Regions from separate parts of the Sus scrofa genome. Here region 2 is linked to region 1. The links are chromatin contacts, called in public Hi-C maps. All regions are on one chromosome and are shown on one strand. The core of a region is the stretch at or near the end of the contact, and the rest is flanking DNA. Distances in the headings are between cores, read along the strand shown. Region 1 overlaps WDR17 (WD repeat-containing protein 17). Region 2 overlaps ASB5 (ankyrin repeat and SOCS box protein 5).

Region 1 (2,928 bases), core at 314-2,813:
CAAGTATCATTTAAGGACATTGTTACCCATGTATCTAGAGTCTCCAGAGACCACATATTTTTATAATGGAGGCTTTGGGCTATTTCTGTCGCAATGCCATGCGGAAAGATGGTGCAGCAGCCTGTGAAACCTTGGCAAGTTTTCCCAGCAGGGCATGGATGCAGGGGGTGTCCTCCCCCTTCCCTAGAGTCCACACAATATGCCAGGAACCCCTCAAGCTGACCAAATGCGTTACTTTGGGAGAAATTACAAGAGGGAACAGACAAGGAATAGAAAAAAAAAAAAAAAAAGGCAAGTGTTAAATATTATTTAAAGATTTTTTATTTTAAATTACAATTTATGTTATTGTAGATGTGTCTGAATAGGAGTTAACTGATGAATAAAACATCTTCAAATTTTAGAAAATTTTCTAAGCATATTTTGCTGAAAATGTCACCCACCAAAATATAGAGATCCAAAGGCAATAACTATGTATGAGAGCAATGTTCTCTACCTCGAATTATGGAACTTTAAACCATAAACATATTGTCTTCTAGAGCACGAAATGAACTGCTGATACTATGTGGCTATGTTGGTGCGTTGCTGGCTATCAGAAGACAGTACCAAAGCATCGTTCCTGCACTTTATGAGTACACAAGGTAAAAGCAGTTCCTCTTCTAGTGTGAATTGAGAGAACTGCCTCTCACTGAGATGGTTAGTATCCAAGTGTATCACAGAAGCAGCAACTACATTTTACTGGCATCCATTTATTTACCAAGCATGTGCTTCCTATTAATGCAGAAATAAACAGTATGAACTAGCAGTGTATTCAGGTGTAAAGAACAGAGATCCTGATTCTCGCTGAGACATGAGGGTTTCTTGGTTTTATGTCAAGACACTTGAGGTAGGCATTCCAGGGCTGATTCCATCAAGGGTCTGGATTCTTCCCCTCTCTCCACTCTGATCTTCTTGGCTTCTTTCTCTTGCTTGAGTGACCCAAGGTTTTCAGGTGGCTTCTAGCCCTTTGTGTGTTATGTCTACATTTGAAGCAGGAAAGAGGTGGGAGAGAGCACAGAGGGCAGGACCCTTTTCTTCCTTAGGGCTAGTTTGCCCACAGCCCACTAGCCAGAACAGTGTAACCCTACTTTTAAAAGAATATGAGAAACTGGGTTTTTTAGCTTTCTCATCTCTACAGTAGAAAAATGCAAAGTAAAGAGGGTCTGTGAGTGGCAAGTAATTATTTTATATTCAGGTATAACCTACCTGCCAAACTCCTGTATCTTCTCATAGCTTGCTGAACATCAGCCGTTGTGCTTACAACTTGTCATACTCAAAAATAAAACCCAGTGCCTTCCCTGAAAAACTGTTTCCAAGTCTGCTAGTTCACTAAATGGCAGAGTGGGTTATACTTAAAAATGCTGAGTCTCTGCTTTAAGCAGCATTAAACAGCTTTTCCGAGTCCCCTCCATGTGGGCAAAAGGTTCTGAGAGAAACAAAGCTTGCTCCTTGCTAGCTTCTCCCTCTTGTCCAGGCGGAGGTCTTGTGGAGCTGTGGCTCTGCCCTCTGGAGCAGAGCAGAGCGTAGTAGGAATTCACACGGTCAGGAGAAATCTATGCAGGAGCATTGCCACGAATAGAAAGTAACTTCTAACAGTATTAAAATAGACCAACAGTTGGATGTGTCACATGGAATTAATAATATTCAAGGCGATGTGTTAGCTCTCTCTGACTTTGGTAATGATGAAAGAGAGAAGATGGTCCTTTGAAACAATACCACGCATACAAGAAGGCTTTGTATTCATAAGGAAGGAGAGATTTGAGAGGATGTGACGAGTTAGAAATGCGTTAGTTTAGGATGAGGAACTCAAGCTCCAGAACTTTCAAGTCCTCTCTTTACTTCTCTGACAGCTGTACCCATTGTCCTGCCTGGCTGCTTAAGCTGATATCCCCAAACCACTCACATCCATTCCCCAGCTTGTTCTATCTCCTGCTCTCATCTCCTTCTCTTTTTCCTTCCACGTGGATGTCCAGCAGCTCCCTCCACTCAGATAAGCCCTGCACTCAAAGTTAAAACCATCTTCCTCCTCAAACCTATTCCTTCTCCTGGGTTCTCTCTTTCTTCTGATGTCGTTATGTTTCTGTTGTCCAGAATTAAGTGCTCAGGGTCAGGATTTAGTGCTTTTCTTCACTGTCAGCAGCCACTGATTTAGTAAATCCCCACATCTACTTGTTTTCTCATTTCCTGTAACCCCATAGTTGCTGGCCCCACTAACTGTCACCTGTGGTAGCCCTTCCTGTGGTCACCTTGCCCCTTTCCTCCCTATTACACCCCCTACTGCTGAGCAGGTAACATTCTCAATCCTTAATCTGACTTTGAAATTCCACAGAAATTGGAGTCCATCCTTGTCACCCACTGTGTCCTTTTACATGTTTAGCCAAACTGAACTACTTGTAATTTCCTGTACATCTGAAAGCTTTTCACTAATATTTTTTCACTGTGTTCTCTCCACTTATTTACCGTGGTTTTCCCCTCCACTCTTTAATAATACTCTACATACACTAGATCATCAAAAACTACTGGAAAAATTTTGTTTGGGAAGTTTGGGGGGTTTGAGGGGTATGAGCCACCCATGTCCTTGCATGGCCTGCAATAAACCTTTCTCTGCTTTTATAAAGCAAGCAAACAAAAACAAAATAAAAACGAAAAAACTTCTGGTCAGGTAAATTACTGTCAAGTGGAAAATTGTAGACAGGGAAGTCATATTAAAGAATTTATTTTGGAGCTATGCTACATTATCTATAAAAAAATTTAAGTTCAGTAATTTGAGGTTGAAAAAAGCAAGGTATCACCTGATTTGAAATAATATTCCTAAAACATTAGAGATATGTGGGGGCAAGGGGTATTTGTACCTTTTTTCTCACCAATTCTGATCATGTCCCAGCAGAATGA
Region 2 (2,700 bases), core at 163-2,662, 65 kb after region 1:
TCTCATGAGCTATGCTGAGTTCTTTGTTTCCAAAAACCCATGTGTTTCCCAACATATAGAGGAAGAGGAAGGATACTAATAGAATAAAATATGATAAAGTCTTTTGTAAACTTGGAAGCTTTGTTCCCAGATTCCTGTCTTAACTCACAGTATGATTTTTTTTTTCATCTCCCCAAAAAGTGCTCTAGCATTTCTGAAAAATAGTAGAATGTGGGAAAAGTTAAAGTCACTTAAAAAAATTTTTTTGGTAACACTTTTGATTATGTCACATCGTTTGTCACAGAAGGGCATTTCTATCAATTCCAGTTATTCTTATGTGGCCTTCTTCCACCTGCGTATAGAAAATGTGTCTCCAAACTCTCACATTTTCAAGGTATTTTTATACCTTCACACAATGAACACCATGACACAAGTCAGTCTACAGGCTGGCTTGAAATTTTTCATTGCTGAGATTCTGAGAAATGTTCCTGACATAACTCGCCTCAGAGACAATCAACCCAGCAACACCCCAAATCTCAGGAAACAAGTTGTTCCTTGGGAACAAGTATCATGGACAGTTCTACCCTTGCTGGCATTGGCTGTCGAGTTCAATTCCTAAAGTTGTTTTTAAACCTGGGCTGGACCTTACTGATGGAGAAAGACTATGACATTATACACAATTCTAGTTGCTTTTCCTACCTAGGTTATTCTCTTCTCCTAAATGACAAGTCCTTCTACCATCTGACCCATGGTGCACATTTATCCTGTATCTTATTTCCCGGTGCCAACAATAGATTAAAAAAAATGCATGCTTAATGGCAACTGTGAAACCAAATTCTGAAATCACAAGCACAAATATTCTACCAGATGAGTCTACACCCATTCCATATTCTCCCTAAAGCCTCAGCCGTGAAAGGAGTGCCCAAACAAGCTGGGTGTCACAAGATTGTTATCCAAGCAGAGGCATCACCTCGATGAATTTTCCACAGACTAAAATTTGGCCCGCGGCCTTGCAGGCTTGGAAACCTGATCTGTCAGCAAAGCTGGAGCGAAGTCACATCTTAGAGGGGGACTTACAACTCAAAGAGGACGGAACACCAGAGTGATGTTGAGATGCAAACATATTAATTTACAACGAGAACCATAAAAGTCAGGTGGACTAAAGCACTCCTGGGACCAGCCAGTACATTCTCTTGCTGTGAACAGATGTGGATGGAAAGCCAGGTCATAACCAGAAGGTTACTTGGTGACAAAAAAGTGGAACAAAGGGAATAAACATGAAATAAATCAGATTCTACTTCTGCAGCTCCCTGACCCATCCTAACATTTCACACTAGAGACAGGTAATCCACCAAGCAGCTAAGGACCCACATCTCTGGGGTAGTGCTGGCTGGAAACTGCAGACTTGCCTGGGTGGCTAATCAAGCCTTTCTGGTCCATAGAATTTCCTTTAGATCTGTTCATGTCTATTTCTGGGAGATCCTAGGGGAACATCTCCTCTTTCTGTCAGTGCTATTGAAAGGGATCAGCAGATTCATTCCTCCTTATTTTCTTTCCCTTTTTATTTTTTGTTGTCATTCTTTCTTTTCTATTCATACCATCACCACAACTGAACACATCCAGGCCCTCATCTCCTTATGTCAGGAGCCTAACTGGTCTACCTATCTCAAACCTGTCCCATTGTCCAATTCCAGAGACCGCTAGGATATAAATTGACTTTAAATTAACATTTTATATGTGTCTCTTTCCATTTTCCCACGTTTACTGACACCAAACACTCTCAGCAACTCCTACTGTCTTCAAAGTAACGTTCGAGGAGTTCCCGTCGTGGCGCAGTGGTTAACGAATCCGATTAGGAACCATGAAGTTGCAGGTTCGATTCCTGCCCTTGCTCAGTGGGTTAACGATCTGGCGTTGCCATGAGCTGTGGTGTAGGTTGCAGACGCGGCTCGGATCGCAAGTTGCTGTGGCTGTGGTGTAGGTCGGCGGCTACAGCTCCGATTCGACCCCTAGCCTGGGAACCTCCATACGCCGCCAACAGCTACAGCTCCGATTCGACCCCTAGCCTGGGAACCTCCATACGCCGCCAGAGCGGCCCAAGAAATAGCAAAAAAAAAAAAAAAAAAAAAAAAAAACAACCACACAAAGTAACATTCAAATTGCTTAACCTGATGTTCAAACTCTTTCCAATCTGTGCCCCAGTTGATTGTCATTTTTCTATCACAAGTCAAATATATTGTCTCTGGATATCCTATGTACCCCTCTGACTCCTGCTTCTGCTTATTTTTGGGATCTGGGGGTCAACTTAAGATCTGTCTCCCCCAGGAAAATATCTCCGAAGGTCCAAATCTGAAATTGACTTTTCCATTCTTTAGACTCACTTGGCATTTAGTATATCTGGAAAATAATGATTAAATGTAGATACACCCATCTTCCTCGATCTGAATAACTTACTTAAAGTTGGGAACAATATATTTTGCTTTTTTTGCTTTTTTATATCCTGTTTCTTCAGTGCCTTCACATCAGGGTGCTCAATAAAACATGCTTAGAACTGACCTTGTCTACTTGTAGGTAAAGCTACTAAACCTTCCTCAGAGCCTAAGATAGAACTTGAAAGTGTGACCCTTAGCTGAAGAGGGGAGCTTCCTCTTAAAGTGTCCATGGGATATCAGTCACATGTGGCTTCTTCCAGGTCCTTAGAGTGGCTTCATAAAACCAGGG

Evidence for each region. Hi-C and Micro-C count contacts between places; a contact is called where the count stands out from the background.
Region 2: a Hi-C map of skeletal muscle shows a contact between it and region 1, with 2.0 times the contacts expected there. The contact joins two enhancer-like sites. A contact is called at or near these places in 4 of 47 Hi-C or Micro-C datasets (epiblast stem cells, fetal skeletal muscle, psoas muscle and 1 more) and 1 of 2 datasets of contacts at active chromatin or transcription factors (skeletal muscle).

The regions. Positions count from the first base shown.
Region 1 is chr15:38,687,703-38,690,630 of Sscrofa11.1, forward strand. It overlaps WDR17 (WD repeat-containing protein 17), which reads left to right. Exons shown (of 31, transcript XM_021075880.1): 29 at 537-638. Among named protein-coding and RNA genes, the nearest start is that of SPATA4, 17 kb to the right of the region's middle. Within about 2 kb of position 1,564, at least 3 of the 83 cell types and tissues checked have an H3K27ac peak or open chromatin away from gene starts, as enhancers often do. A contact at or near this core is called in fetal skeletal muscle and skeletal muscle, where this site is marked.
Region 2 is chr15:38,753,164-38,755,863 of Sscrofa11.1, forward strand. The region is part of intron 2 of ASB5 (ankyrin repeat and SOCS box protein 5); the gene reads right to left. Among named protein-coding and RNA genes, the nearest start is that of ASB5, 12 kb to the right of the region's middle. Within about 2 kb of position 1,413, at least 2 of the 83 cell types and tissues checked have an H3K27ac peak or open chromatin away from gene starts, as enhancers often do. A contact at or near this core is called in fetal skeletal muscle and skeletal muscle, where this site is marked.